Linked DNA regions of Hordeum vulgare: region 2 is linked to region 1. Evidence: chromatin contacts called from public Hi-C data. All regions are on one chromosome and are shown on one strand. Each heading gives the region's core, a stretch centred on a gene start, on an enhancer-like site or on the middle of the called end of the contact. The rest is flanking DNA. Distances are from core to core; before and after follow the strand shown.

Region 1 (7,497 bases), core at 701-3,200:
ATTGATATCCACAAGGTGTACCATGTGCAATAAGATAAGATTCTTCATGCTGTAAAATTTTATACATCACTCTGAATGTAATGTTCAATACTTCTATAATATACCTGTTTCAAAAATTAGATTGTGTGTCTACAGAAGATAACAAAATCCAAGATTTCAACAAGTACATATGGCACTTGCCTCATTCAGCATCCTGTGGAGCTCATCTCTTGCCTCAGCAATACGGTCTCTGTCGTTGCTGTCAACAACAAAGATAAGGCCCTGAGTGTTCTGGAAGTAGTGCCTCCACAAAGGCCTTATCTGTTTTGAAAATGGCATACATAAATCATCAGCTTGTCTTTGCATAAATATACTTATCATCTTAAGAGCATGTTTGGCTGACCCCAAAACTTAGCCACACTTTTATGCCACAACTGTGGCTGCGACCAAACCCTTGCCACAATTTGCTACACTCCTGGCACAAAAATGTGGCAAAGTGTGGATGGCAACCAAACATGTCCCAAGACTTTTGTCAAGGAAACATTTTAGTAACTGCAATCAGGTGATTATATTCATGTGACGACAAACAAGGAAATAACAAGCAAAGAGTGATCCAAGAAGAAGAAAAGAGCGAAACCCTCACCTTGTCCTGGCCCCCGACATCCCAAACAGTGAAGCTGATGTTCTTATACTCTACTGTCTCCACGTTGAACCCTTGTGTAAACAAAAGCAAAACGATATCATCAGCCATATGTAATCCTTACTTCTGCCTCCCAACCAAAACAAGAAAAACCAATGAGTAAGCAACCACAACGTTAACCCCTAGATCATACATGGATTGACAAAAAACTACCTCCAAATCAAAATATAAGATGTTTTTGTAGGCTAAACTAGAACGTCTTATATCTTGGTACGGAGGTAATAAAAAAGGAAGGTATAAGCATCCTTGAATTGGCAAGTATTTCACCACTTTTTTCCCAAAGGGAGGTAGGAAGTATTCCACCCTAACAGAAGTAACATCTGAAATAGACAATTTGATGACAAGAGTACAAGACTGTTGCAGTGAAGCCATATTGCAATAGAAGGCCCCTAACTGGATCGCTGCCAATGGTTTGGATTTGAAATCACAATTGTTAATTTTCCCTACTTATTATTCTGGCAAACCTAAACATGTTCAACGATATATATATATATATATATTATTATTATTTTTGAAAACGACGATACGGATTCTAGGACAACCTATGGTAGCAACTTAGGCTGCTGAACCTAACAAAATTAGCTCTAACCGAACGAGAGTATCTCAAAATCTTTGATTCCACGTACGCAGCAGACACCCACGGACAAACGAAGCAGTAGCTAAACGATAGGGGACTGAACTGGCACAAGTACAAAATCAATTGTTCCAAGTACAGAATCCAATTGGTACCAGGCTACCAGCACAAAAATCTAACACTCTAGATTAGACAGAAGTGAAAGAAAGCATATGAATAATTCAGAGTTCTAATTTTTCTTATGCCACCAACGGCGGAAGCAATTCATGCGAGCCAGGCCAGCCCTTGCACCCACCGCATACACGATTTGGGCGTATGACCGTGAGCGCGACAGGAAGAAACTGGAGCAGAAAATAGCAGCGCGGTGAATAGCGTCGGTACCGATGGTGGGGATGGTGGTGACGATCTCGCCGAGCTTGAGCTTGTACAGGATGGTGGTCTTCCCGGCGGCGTCGAGCCCGACCATCAGGATCCGCATCTCCTTCTTGGCGAACAGCGCCCCGAACAGCGTCCCGAACGACAGCCCCATCGATCTCCCTACCAAACTTCTCCTCCACCGCCGCCTCCTCCCCTCTCTTCTCCTCTTCTCTCCTCGGGTTGAATCGCCCAAAGCACAAGCGAGTAGAGGTTAGGGAGGCGCAGAGGGAGGTGTGGTTGCCTACTTGCCTTTGGAGAAGAAGAGGAGAGCGTGCGTCCTACGCGAGGCGGAGGGATTCGTTTTGGCTGACGTCTGGTGGGCCCAGCATGTAAGCGAGATGTGAGAGGGCTCCCTCCGTGATGGGTTTGTGGGACCAAGTTGTCACTGAATTAGGGCGGCGGGAAGATGCAATGGCATGGAGTATAGCATGGCCACGTTGTAACCGTTAGTATTTTTTTCGTGACAGTATCATTTCATAACTTAATTGTTGCAAAACGATGCAAGTACCGTATAAACACACGTTGAAACTGTATCTGATCGCACAACCCTACTTGTTAGGTGACACGTTGGCCAACCGACAAATGTCGCGCCGCTGGCTAGGACGAGGTCGGCTTGGTTAGTCTAAGTGGTTGGTTCGGTTTGAACCGAGCCGCACGCCTCACTCTCGCTCTCCCTCGAACCATAGATCGAGCTCTCACCCTCCTCTCTCCAATTTGCCATCGACCGTTGACACCGCCATCGCCGTTGTTTCATGTTGTACGGGGACGAGGGCAGCGACAACTACTCTAGCCTGCAGTACATCAACTCCGCGGACGACGGCATGCAATACCAAGTCAGTGATGGAACTAGGGTTAGGGTTACGTTTTCGGTAGTTTAGGTATTCAAATTGATTTGGGGATTTTGGTTCATTTTGCTTTTTGTAGATCCGTGCTAGCATTGAAGACCAAGAGTACATGGGCATTGAGATAACACCTGTTGTTCCTTGCGAGCACCATCGTCTACCAGCTGAGATTTTACACGTGCACAAGGTTCTTAGTATGTGCTCAGAAAGTAAGATTCTACCCAATCTCTCTTAATTGTATTAAAATTGGCAGTAGCACATGCTTCTATTTCAGATCGAGTGTTGAAAGCACAACTTCTTCTTATGTGATTTTGGTAATTAACAACAACATATAGCTCATCGAACTATGAGTCTATCAAGTATATTTTAGAAAAAAGTCCAATGGCTGAGTTGGCTAGGACTGTGAGGAGGATTCCCTAGATGCAAGGAACATCATCTCGCAAGAGCTTCAAGACTCTATATTTTATTTTATGTGAGAAATCACAATTGAGTCCATACGAAGGTGAGTACTATTACAAAAAGGATGAAGTATTGATAATGATCTGGTTGCCTAAAGTGCTTAGAGATTAACCATTAAAAACCTCAGTCAAACTCTCACAAAAGATTTTGTCCAAAACCCAAATGTCAAATTCGGTGTCACCAACAAATCTCTATCTGCCCCACCGAGTTCCACCTTAGACAGAACCCAAGCCAAACCCTAGCAATTCGGTGCAACCATCTTTTGGTTCGATACAACCGAAAAGAAGTGACCACCTTGCCGGTGTCTAATTGTCAAAAATCAAAATTTCCAAATTTTGCGTTTCGGTGCCACCGAGTTAGTGGAACTGCCTAGGTCTACCGAATTGGACTCACCGAGTTGTTTTGTATCAGTCTCACCAAAACGCCAAAAGTTAGGACATTTTGCACTAGTCAATTTAACCGAGTGTATACTCGGTTCCACCGAGTTGGGCAATAATGTTGTAACGGTTGGATTTTTGGAGATGGCTACATATACCCCTTCATCTCACTCTCATTCGCATAGAGAGCACTCAAAACAAGCAAACACTTCCACCATTCATTTTCTGAGAGAGAACCACCTACCCATGTGTTGATATCAAGATCTCCCACTCCAACCATATGAATCTTGATTTCTAGCCTCCCCAAGTAGCTTTCCACCCGACCAATATCTTCCGTCAAGCCAAATTCTATGAGAGAGTGATTGAGTGTTGATGAGACTATCTCTTGAAGCACTAGAGCAAGGAGTTTGTCATCCATACCACATATATTACCTTTTGGAGAGTAATGTCTCCTAGATTGGTTAGGTGTCGATTGGGAGCCTCCAATTCGCGTGTAGTTGAACCAAGAAGTTTGTAAGGGCAAGGTGATCACCTACTTCGTGAAGATCCACCCCGAGTGAGGCTAGTCCTTTATGGACGCAAGCCATGGTGGAATAGACAAGGTTGCTTCTCCGTGGACCTTTCGTAGGTGGAGCCCTTCATGGACTCGCGCAGTCATTACCCTCTGTGGGCTGAAGTCTCCATCAACTTGGACGTACGATAGCACCAAATATCGAAACCACGCCAAAAATCTCCATGTCTTCATTGCATTTGATCTTCCTATCCCTATCATGTACTTACACTTGCATGTATTTACTTTTCGCCACTATACTCGTAGACTTGCATGCTTAGGGTGTGCTAGACATGGTAAAACTGCTAAAACTTGTCAATCGATAAAATTGGGAAAAGGTTAAGTTTTTATTTGGTCAAGTAGTCTAGTCACCCCTCTAGACATACTTTCGATCTACAAGCACTACACGAATCAGCTTCTTTGCCGTCCGCCATAGCGGACGATAAAGGACCACTTCACGGACGACCGACAAAATTTTTGCGCCTCCTAGGGCCGATAAAGAGCTTCTTTGCCGTCTGCCGCCATGTAGCGGACGACAAAGATCTTTGCTGTCAGCTGAAGCCCCGAGCAGACGACAAAATGTGGTCAACATCAGCAGCGAGGTACTTACTCCGTTAGGCTGCTAACGGAGCATTTGTCGTCTGCTAGGAGGCGGCCCTTTGCCGTTTGCCGGTGGGCGACCCTTTGTCGTCCACCAGTGGGTGGCCCTTTGTCGTCTGCCAGGCGGCGGCCACACTTGCCAGGGGGCAGCCCTTTGCCGTCCGCCATGCTCCGGCCCTTTGCCGTCTGCCAGGGGGGCCTTTGCCGTGTGCCACCGGGCGACCCTTTGCCGTCCACCATGCTCGGGCCCTTTGCCGTGTGCCGTGGGCTGTAGCATATGGCAAAGTGGCCATATCAGTCAGACGGCTACTCCCAGGTTGCACAGGTGGCTGCCACGTGGCCCCTTTGCCATCAGCTCGCACGCGACAAAGGCCTTTGTCGTCTGCTGACAGACGACAAAATGATTGTATTGCACTTTTTTGTTTGTTTTCACTTATTTCTCTGCATTTCCAAATACATATATGATATATATAATTTCAAACACCATATATAGTTCCAGACATCATATAAGAAGCATAGGCCATGTATCCAACACCATCGTGAAAATATTGAGCAAGACAACAAATATTTTCACACAGTTCATCCATATATACACATAGTTTGAAACATCGCACTGTTCATCCATACAAATCGAAACAAAATGAAAAGCATAGCAACGCATTTCCGCCACCTTCCATGAAGTGAAAAAAAATCTGCAAAATGAGAATAAGAAAGTTAGAAGGAGAAGAAGAAGAAGAAGACTAGAAGAAGAAGAAAATAATAATAAGAAGAAGAAAGAGAAGGAAAATAATAAGAAGAAATAAAGAAAAAGCTCATTCTTCTTCTTATATTCTTTCTTTTTCTCCTCTTTCCTCTTCTATTCATTACTTTTATTTTCATGCCATTTTTGAGCTTATTATGTCATTTTGGAGGAACATAAGCTAACTATATGACATTTATGAGCTAACCAAGGTTCTTATGCTATTTTTGACCTAACTAAGATAATTATGTCATAAATGAAATAAATAAGCTAATTATGTTGTTTTTGAGAATAATTAACTAAGAAGAAGGAGGGGGAGGAGGAGGAGAATAAGAATAAGAATAAGAATAAGAATAAGAAGAAGAAGAAGAAGAAGAAGAAGAAGAAGAAGAAGAAGAAGAAGAAGAAGAAGGAGGAGGAGGAGGAGGAGGAGGAGGAGGAGGAGAAGAAGAAGAAGAAGAAGAAGAAGAAAAAGAAGAAGAAGAAGAATAAGAAGGGGGAGGAGGAGGAGGAGGAGAAGGAGGAGGAGAAGAAGAAGAAGAAGAAGAAGAATAAGAAAGAGAAGAAGGAAAAGAAGAAGAAGAAGGAGAACAACAACAACAACAACAACAACAACAACAACAACAAGGAGAAGAAGGAGGAGGAGGATAAGAAGAAGTAGAAGAAGAAGAAGAAGAAGAAGAAGAAGAAGAAGAAGATTGAGAAGAAGAAGAATGAGAAGAAGAAGGAGGAGGAGGAGGAGGAGAAGGAGGAGAAGAAGAAGAAGGAGAAGGAGAAGAAGAAGGAGAAGAAGAAGAAGGAGAATAATAATAATATTATTAATAATAGTAATAATAATAATAATAATAATAATAAGGAGAAGAAGAAGAAGAAGAAGAAGGACAAGACAAAGGAGAAGACGAAGAAGAAGAAAAGGAGAAGGAGAAGAAGAAGAAGAAGAATAAGAAGGAGAAGAACATAAGCTAACTATATGAAATTTATGAGCTAACCAAGGTTCTTATGCTATTTTTGACCTAACTAAGCTAATTATGTCATAAATGAACTAAATAAACTAATTATGTCATTTTTGAGGATAATTAGCTAAGTATGTCTTTCTTGGGGAAAATAAGATAAGTATGTGGTATAATAGGGCTAACTAGCATGTACGAAGCTAAGTATGCATTTGTTAAGCATAATACTAGAGAAAACTTACCATCGTTGTCATCATGGATGTGAATCACCGGGGTTGCTCCGGGCGTGTGCACCTGTAGAAGGTTGCCTTGGAGAAGGGTTGTGCGATGCGTCTCAGGAGTTATTCTACACCAAAGATATTTTTCAATGTCTTGTTAGCATGTTGACACTCAAATGTTAATACTAGCAACTAATGACCATTCAAACAAAACTCACCATTGAAACCGCAAACATTACTGGCATCAGCGGAGGGGTGTGACCGGTCTTCTCACACACAGACTCCGCATTTGGTTTTGAAGAGTTAGTCATATTAGTTAGTAATGAAACGAACATTACATGCATGATTTGGCTAATGTGAAAAAGAAACTTACTACAAGGAGCTCGTACATGGCCCGGTGAGCCGCCTCATTTCGTGCCCTCTCCTCCTCCAACAACCAAGTCGTCTTCTCCTCCGCGGACCGAGTTGTCTCCTCCGCTACCCGGTCCCTCTCGTGCAGAAGCTCCTGAATAGCAGACTCGGTTGTTGCTCTCTCTTTCTGAAGAGCAACCTGCAACACCACTACTCGTTAGCATTGTAATCATCGATGACCACACACATAATGTAATGGATGAAAGTTTTCTGAGTCCGTATAAATAACCTCGATGGCGAGATCGATTGGCCGTGGACAAGGCCTTATCTCAGGACAGGAGCTCGTCTGGTGTGCCTTGATCTCCGGGAGAATGAGAGGAGAACGTATCAGCCCATCACCAATGGTTATCGAGCCATGAGGCCTCCCTCCACAGATATCATCACCAGCTCTGGATCCAAAGGTTCCTGGCTCCGGTTAAAGTCCTCCCATTTCCTTGCCTTCCCCTCCTCCTTGTATCTCACGAGCTTGTTGTGGGAGGAGATGTTGGTGAACTTCTCTGAATGATCGAGGTCAGACTCAGAGAATGCCTTGGCCTTCTTGTAGGAGGCAGTATGGGCTATGCCATAGAGGTCGTACACCTCTGGCACCTCCGTGTTATTGTCTCTTGCCTAAAAGAGGGGAACAAAGTATTAGTAAAGGGATCAAGCTAGCATGAAGAATGAATTGCATGAATCATGAAG
Region 2 (7,152 bases), core at 2,133-4,632, 130 kb before region 1:
GTATATATGATGTAGCTTTCCGGCAAACATAGGAACTCAAACAAGCAACGATTTTTTAAGGTTAAAAACAGAAACTATTGGATCAGTCTAATAATATCTTTACAGGCATTGGAGGGTAGTTTTCTAAACTGTAGCATGTTATCTAATCTACTCCCTGGTAGACAAGAGAAGTCCTATGAATAAAAAACCAAGTGCCAGCATATGAAAAATATGGAGCAAGTTATTGCCAAATAGAGTGATTTGGAAAGGAATTGATTCATCTAGAACCTACTTGATTGTTTGTGAACAGTCAGACTAAGAGTAAGGTTAAACATGCATAAGCTATAACAACGAAAAACAGCACCCCGTGCACAAGGAACCATGTTTGTACAAAAACAAGCGCATCAGAATGATTCAAATTGCTGAACAGTATTATAGATAGGCATACAATGATATTCTCCATGCTGATCTGCTGCCCGAGAAGCCTAGCTAGGATCAATGCCTGCACACATACCGAATTTTTGACAAATTAAAAAAGAATCAAATGAAAGTTATTAAACATTTGAAACCTGAACATAAGTTCCCTTTCTGGAGGAACATAATATTATTCGATGTAGACCAAATATAAATGGGATATCCGGAAGGTGAAGGTATTGAAATTCAAAATAGGATAAGATAAAGTAGGCCCGTCCTGTTTGAATTGGATGGGCATTTTGTGCTTTTGGTTGTACTGGTTAAGGTTTTCTTTATCGAATCCTTGCAATAAAACATACACTCATCAAAAGTAACATGCAACAGCAGTTAGAATATACATATCAGTTCACTACTTCACTTAGCAGAAGAAGAAAAATACTGCCAAAGGCTAAACAAAGACACAAGTAAAGAGAATTATGTTGGTATTCATGAGTAGAACACAGCTAACTAACTCAATGCATGCAGAGACATGAGCTATCTAACCTTTCTAGCCACATCCATCCCACTGAGATCATCACGTGGATCTACAAAAAATAAACAACAGAGTAAATGCACTTTCCCATGTAAAGCATAAGTTAAGCAAAGTATATGCACCCTAGTCCTTAGCTAAAAACCAAATTATATGCACTTTTCGGATGTTTTCACAAAGAAAAGACAAACACAAAAATATAACTCAATTCAGTGAACTGTTTTTTTCTTTTCTGATTTCTTGTGTTTTTAGGGAAGTAGGTTAGGCCTATAGCTACGTTCCAAAACCTCATGCCTTGAGACAATCATAAGTGCACGTTTTAGATTCTGTTTCCAAAGTTTACTAATGAAAAGTAGAAAAAATAGCATGGGAGTACATCAGTATATTTCCATCGTATAGCCTAAGCTTTACCAATTTTCCATATACTCATCAAACAGCGGTCTGTTAGAAGAAATGAATATATTAATATGGCATAATACAGATAAATGTAGCAACATATTGCTTCAATCCGAATAAAATTATCCATTCTCCTTCCAACCCAATGATACAACTATCTTTTACTTATGTACCATAGCTTCCTGGAAATAAGCTTATATCAACGTAATTTTCTTCTCATTAACCAATGGTAAACAACTAGACATATATAAATATCGTGATGACAGATATGAGGTGAGTATACATCTTTTAGACCTGGTTCTGTATAACCAAGAGCCTTGGCAGTTTTCACAACTTCGCTAAATTTCTTTCCATCCTCCAGCTCACTCATCACATAGCCAAGTGTACCTACGATAGTGTATTAAGGAAGGAGTGTATTGTATTGTCATTTGTAAAACACTGCATTATCAAAACAAGCATGCTAAAATTTATGTACCACTCAGACTGCCAACGATTCGGGAAACTGGATCTCCAGATGCAATAATGCGGGTTACAGAAGCTATTACAGGCAAACCTGCTCCAACCTGGAAGTAAGAATTGCAAAGATTGGTGGATGTCCTTTGTAAAAATTGAAACATCAGGTATCAAATAAACAGTGAGAATAAGCAAATAAGATAATGTAATATACACGGTTTGACTCCTACAGTCCAGTCACAATAACTTTTTACACAAAATGAACATGCGTGATGAACAAACTATCAGAACACTTCACAAAAAGATGAGCAAATATACAATATGAAAAGAGCAAGAAATCAAGAAATAATTACTAATAACATGTGCATACTGTAGATTCAAATCTTATCTGACGGAAGTGGGACGTCAACTTTTTAAAATCCTCCTGCACAAAAAGCAAGCAAATCAGGTAAAGCACATATGAAACTTATCTCATTGGCTGAATATAAACCAGTGAATCTTATACATCACTTAGTAAGACTAGGAGTCGAGATGGCCTTACATAAGCACATGTAAGAGGTTTTTTGTTTGCCAAAACAACGCAGCATCCATGATCCACGGCATCCTTCAGCACACCAACAGTGTCATAAGTTGCAGAACAATCAACTATCACCAGACCTACAAAAAAGTGTTCAAGTGTAACACAAGCTGTAAAGAAGATCCATAGATCGAAAACAGGAAGTATCATCAAAATCATCACACAGAGGAAAGCTGGGATTTTCATTTTATGTTTTCTATTGATTTAAATAAATAATGTGGCAAGCATAATATATGGTGTGCGAGTGAAATGGGTTGGTGTGTTGTCTATGATATATGAGCAAGAGAGTGCAGAACTAACAAACCGGTTGTTCTTCCAAGCATGGTAGCGGCATCGATGACTTTCCCCATTGCCTCCGGCTTGTTAAACACCTGACAGTGCCCTGGATTTCCGCAACCAATCCAGTCATACATCAAATTCCGTTGCATGTACGGGAAGAAAAGTAGATTAAACTCCGATCGATGCCCGTATTTTTCACATAGTGCTCTGAAGAATGCCGCACCCACTTGCGCTGCAACATAAGGATCGATGCGGATGGAATGAAACTTTACATACCGCGAGCGAGCAGCGAGGACAGGGGCGAGCCGGCGGACTTGGCGGAGCAGAGGTCGTTGAGGAGCGCGTCATCGAGGCCGTTGGCGCGGACGTCGTCTGCGACGAGCAGCGAAGTGCTGTCGCCAACGCCCACCACCCGGATGGCGACGCCCTATAATCAGAAGCAGGTAAGCACGCATGAGCGCCGCCGAATCGGGGGAGGGGAAAGCGGCGGGTGGATGAACCTGACCTGGTTGGCGTGGAGCGGCCTGCAGGAGACGATGTGGCGGAGGAGGTGGCGGCCGACGCCGCCGCAGCCGAGGAGCACCACCGGCAGGACCGACCTCGCCTGCGCCTGCGGCATTTGGAAAGGCGGATCGGCTTCGATTCGTCTCGTCTCGTCTGGTCCAGAGAGGAGCTGCTGGAGTAGTGTTCCTAGCGCCGGCAGCAGAGTTTCTAGCTGCTCCGTTGGGGCTTCGGTCGTTTGGGCCGCCCGTACCACACCAACGTTGTCACCTACCGCTGACATATGTTGTCATGCCACTAAAAAAAACATATGTTGTGATTCTCCTTGAAAAAATCTATATCTATATCTATATCTATACTTCCATACCTACCTAATAATAAAGCGGCTATTGCTTCCGTCGGAAAACCTACCGCGGCATTTTTATAAAAAATCCCCTTAATTTTTGTTATTCAACCCGCGCTTCATCATTTATCTGCAACGCAAAAGAAAAAAACGATTCGCTGCAAAAATTATACCCGTACGCATTGCCTCCTCCCGTCGACCCTGGGCCACCCTGGCCCGTGCCCAGGCCGCCGCCACACCACTCGCCGCCGCGGCCGATCTCAACCGCCACCCCTGTCGATCTCAACACACCCGCCTCCGCGGCCGTACCTCTCCCCGCTCACTGCCCCCGTTGCGGCGCTCGAGAGCATCGCGTCGACCCTGGTCCACCCTGTCCTGTGCCCAGGCCGCTGCCACACCACTCGCCGCTGCGGCCGACCTCAACCACCACTGTTGTCGATCTCAAACCACCCGCCTCCACGGCCGTACCTCTGTCCGCTTGCTGCCCCCGTTTCGGCGCTCGAGCACAGCTTCTGGATCAAATCAACGCGACAGCTACAGTGAGTTGGGATGATGCGTCTGCTCGACGCAGAACGGCGGCAACACGGCGAAGCGAAGTACTTGCAGGTGGAGGCGGGCCTCCATGGCTCACACAGGGAACTCCGAGGTTATGGCGTGGCAACGGCGACTCCTTATGGCCAGATAGAGGCGCCTAACCCTTGCTCCTCTCATCGTATCCCCTCCTCCGGCAGGAACTCATCATCTGGTGAGATCCCCTCCCCATGCCTCTAACCGTGTGCCAAGCACCGGCAAGAAATTTTGTTTTGTGGGGATTTGTTTGCTGATGAATGAATGTATTGAATGTAAGATTGTATTGTTGTAGAGACAGAGAATGGAACACCACCTTCAGTTTGTCATCTGATCCCACATTCTCTACCCCATGAGTGAAATAAAATAACAGTACATTGATCAATTCACGTAGCCTCTATGTTTTGCTTTGCTTGTCCCGCTCAATTTCTCATCATGGTGGAATTAACAATGGACGGGTTGATTTCTCAACAAAATAGGATAGGACTGACTACGTTAGTTAGTTAGCTTATTATTTTAATAAATCAAAATGATTATAAAAAGATTAAAAACGCGTGGTATTTTTTCTCCCGTTGTAACGCACGGACCCTTTTGCTAGTACGGTAGTAATGCTATTTAGTGGACGATCGCTGGGATGGCATTTACCAACGTTTGTCATGGTATTTTATGTTGCGGGAATATTACAATGTCTTTCAGCGAACACGACAATTCTTCATAGCAAAATCCTTTTGTTGTAATAATTTGCCACGTACTCCCTCCGTTTATAAATAATTGTAGTTGCGAAGAACTAATCTAGTTCCCTCAACTACAATTATTTAGATACAGAAAAAGTATTTATAAATAAATTGTCATTTTATTCTAAAGGATTTGCCATAAAAAACATTTGCAAATATCATCCCCAGACAACATTCGCTGGCTAAATGGGTCTAATGATTATGTTGTGATTTTTGCTAAGAAAAAGAGGTGATTATAGCTACATTTTAACCATCCAATAAAATTTAGCTATAAAAACTATGAAAACCGAACCAATTTTTTTCCAGAAAATCCGAGCCAATTTTTTTACATGGTAAGAGGTGTCTCATTTTCATATAATAAAATCATAATACAAGTCACGTAACCATCAACCTCACAAACTGAAAAGACAATATAGAATACTAGTTTCTACACAAAGGAACACCGACCAAGAAATGTGGTTGAGGTGTCATCCTCCGACGGCGGGTGTAGCCACAACAACTCCCTACTGACATGGCGATTCCGATCAATGTTGGTCTCCTCATCATTGATTTCACATTTCGCGGCTATGGGATTGCTCAGCCTTAGGTCAGGGGACAAATCCATGTTCAGCTTGCCGGTGCCGGCAGCGGTGACGCCCGTGGGTGTCGTTTCCCTTCTTGGAGGCGATGTCATGGCCTTTAGTTGCGCCCCTCTTCGAGCTCAAGAGAAACCCTAGGTCCGGATCCCCTGGATCGGATGGCGATGACGTCTCGGCGTTGTCTTTCTTCTTGCCCGCTCGCGATGTCCTCGAAGTTGGCTTTGGATATGTTGGGCTTATTGTTGGTTGTATTGCCGCTCTTAGTTCGGGCTTGGTAGATTTAGATGTGTTATATCCTCTAATCGGGCCGAGCATCCGGGGACCATGTTCATGCTTGCATGCGTTCGTGTCATGTGTTGCATCACCATTGTATTCATTATATTCTTTCTATCAATCAATTAAATGATACGCAAGCTTTGCGTATTCGCAAAAAATAACACTGACCAATAAGGAAAATTGCAATTAAGATCGAAGAATTCCGTGAGCTTTATACCAATGTCCATCGCCCTGCCTCTGACACCACCATAAGAGCCACAAAGGAAATAATGACGGGTCACCTTCTCACCCGAACTTGACACAGCTCCATCATTGATATGCAACTTTACGGATCTTCAAGGTGGCTCACCAAAGGCGAAGCCATTTTTCGTTGAACGAATCAGACTGAGGCAACACCCTAGACACGTCATTGAACTCCAAATATAGCACCCTCGTACGAACAAGGCATCGGAGGAGTAAACCATACCTGCTAGCCACCAACCATGAACCCAACACATGATCCGTCTTTCAAATGGGTCGATACATGCCACTATCTGCATCTGCTCATGGACTATCTCCAAATCTCCGCACGGCGTTGGAGCAGACGCCGTCCCAATGGCGGAGCCCGAGGACACAAGTCCACCGCAAGGATGCCGCTGCCACAACATCTCTGCTTGAACAGATTAGTTCTCAAATTCATCGCCAAACCTAGACCTGATAGCCTCATCTCGAGAGAATCCAAAACTTCTTTATTCGGCGCCCTTGCCGCCAAAGCCAAAACATCGAACAACGAAAAAACTAAGATATTCTATACCTAATATTAAAGAGATGATTGTTTTTCTAAAAATCATTTACGATGGGATCAGATTTTTCGTCCGTAAGCACCTAGGCGTTTTCTCACAATGCCAACCACTAGACTAAACAAGATCTGATGTTCAATTGGCAGCACGACATATTAAATTGAGCTAACAGCCGCGCCAGATACCGAAAGCAAAAGAAAAAGAATTCTTTGGAAAAAGTGAATATATTTTAGAACGCAAATATTTTGCAAAATTGTGAACAAAAAATTAAAACTCAAATATTTTTTCCAAAAAAAATTATTTATTTATTTTTAAACCTGAATGTTTTCTAAATACGTTTTTTGAAAACTAGGAATACTGTAGTGATTTTTTTTAAATTGCATACATTTTTAGAAACACAAGCATTTTTTAAAAAATTGAATTTGAAAAGGCAAGCGTCTTTCAAAACATGAAATTTGTTTGAAAACTGGAAGGTATGTATCTACATTTTTTTCAAATCTATACCTACTAATGAAATTCGGTCAATTTCTTAAATATGACCGCGGATCCATTGTTTTAGTTCAATTTATTAAACTAGGGGTATGAAAGGAATACTTTTCTCCGTCACGTCTTCACATACGAGCAGCCTTGCTCGGCTAGTGACACCCGCCACAATGCATGTGATGTCCAACTAAGGTTTCATGGACTATCTCACACAAACTACTCAATTTATAGGATAATATGAACATATATTACGTGTAGTGATTT

What was found. A called contact is a pair of places that touch in the nucleus more often than the background predicts.
Region 2: a contact with region 1 is called in a Hi-C map of leaf, with 2.6 times the contacts expected there. The contact joins the promoter of LOC123395219 here to the promoter of LOC123395716 in region 1. A contact is called at or near these places in 3 of 6 Hi-C or Micro-C datasets (leaf and seedling) and 1 of 1 datasets of contacts at active chromatin or transcription factors (embryo).

What each region holds. Positions count from the first base shown.
Region 1 is chr5H:314,436,829-314,444,325 of MorexV3_pseudomolecules_assembly, reverse strand. It overlaps LOC123395716 (ADP-ribosylation factor 1-like), which reads right to left and starts at 1,950. Exons shown (of 6, transcript XM_045090745.1): 1 at 1,635-1,950; 2 at 623-693; 3 at 181-300. The coding sequence starts at 1,782.
Region 2 is chr5H:314,569,206-314,576,357 of MorexV3_pseudomolecules_assembly, reverse strand. LOC123395219 (bifunctional aspartokinase/homoserine dehydrogenase 1) reads right to left here and starts at 3,382. Exons shown (of 12, transcript XM_045090170.1): 1 at 3,133-3,382; 2 at 2,904-3,054; 3 at 2,653-2,730; 4 at 2,313-2,428; 5 at 2,142-2,195; 6 at 1,794-1,881; 7 at 1,613-1,705; 8 at 937-977; 9 at 428-481. The coding sequence starts at 3,246.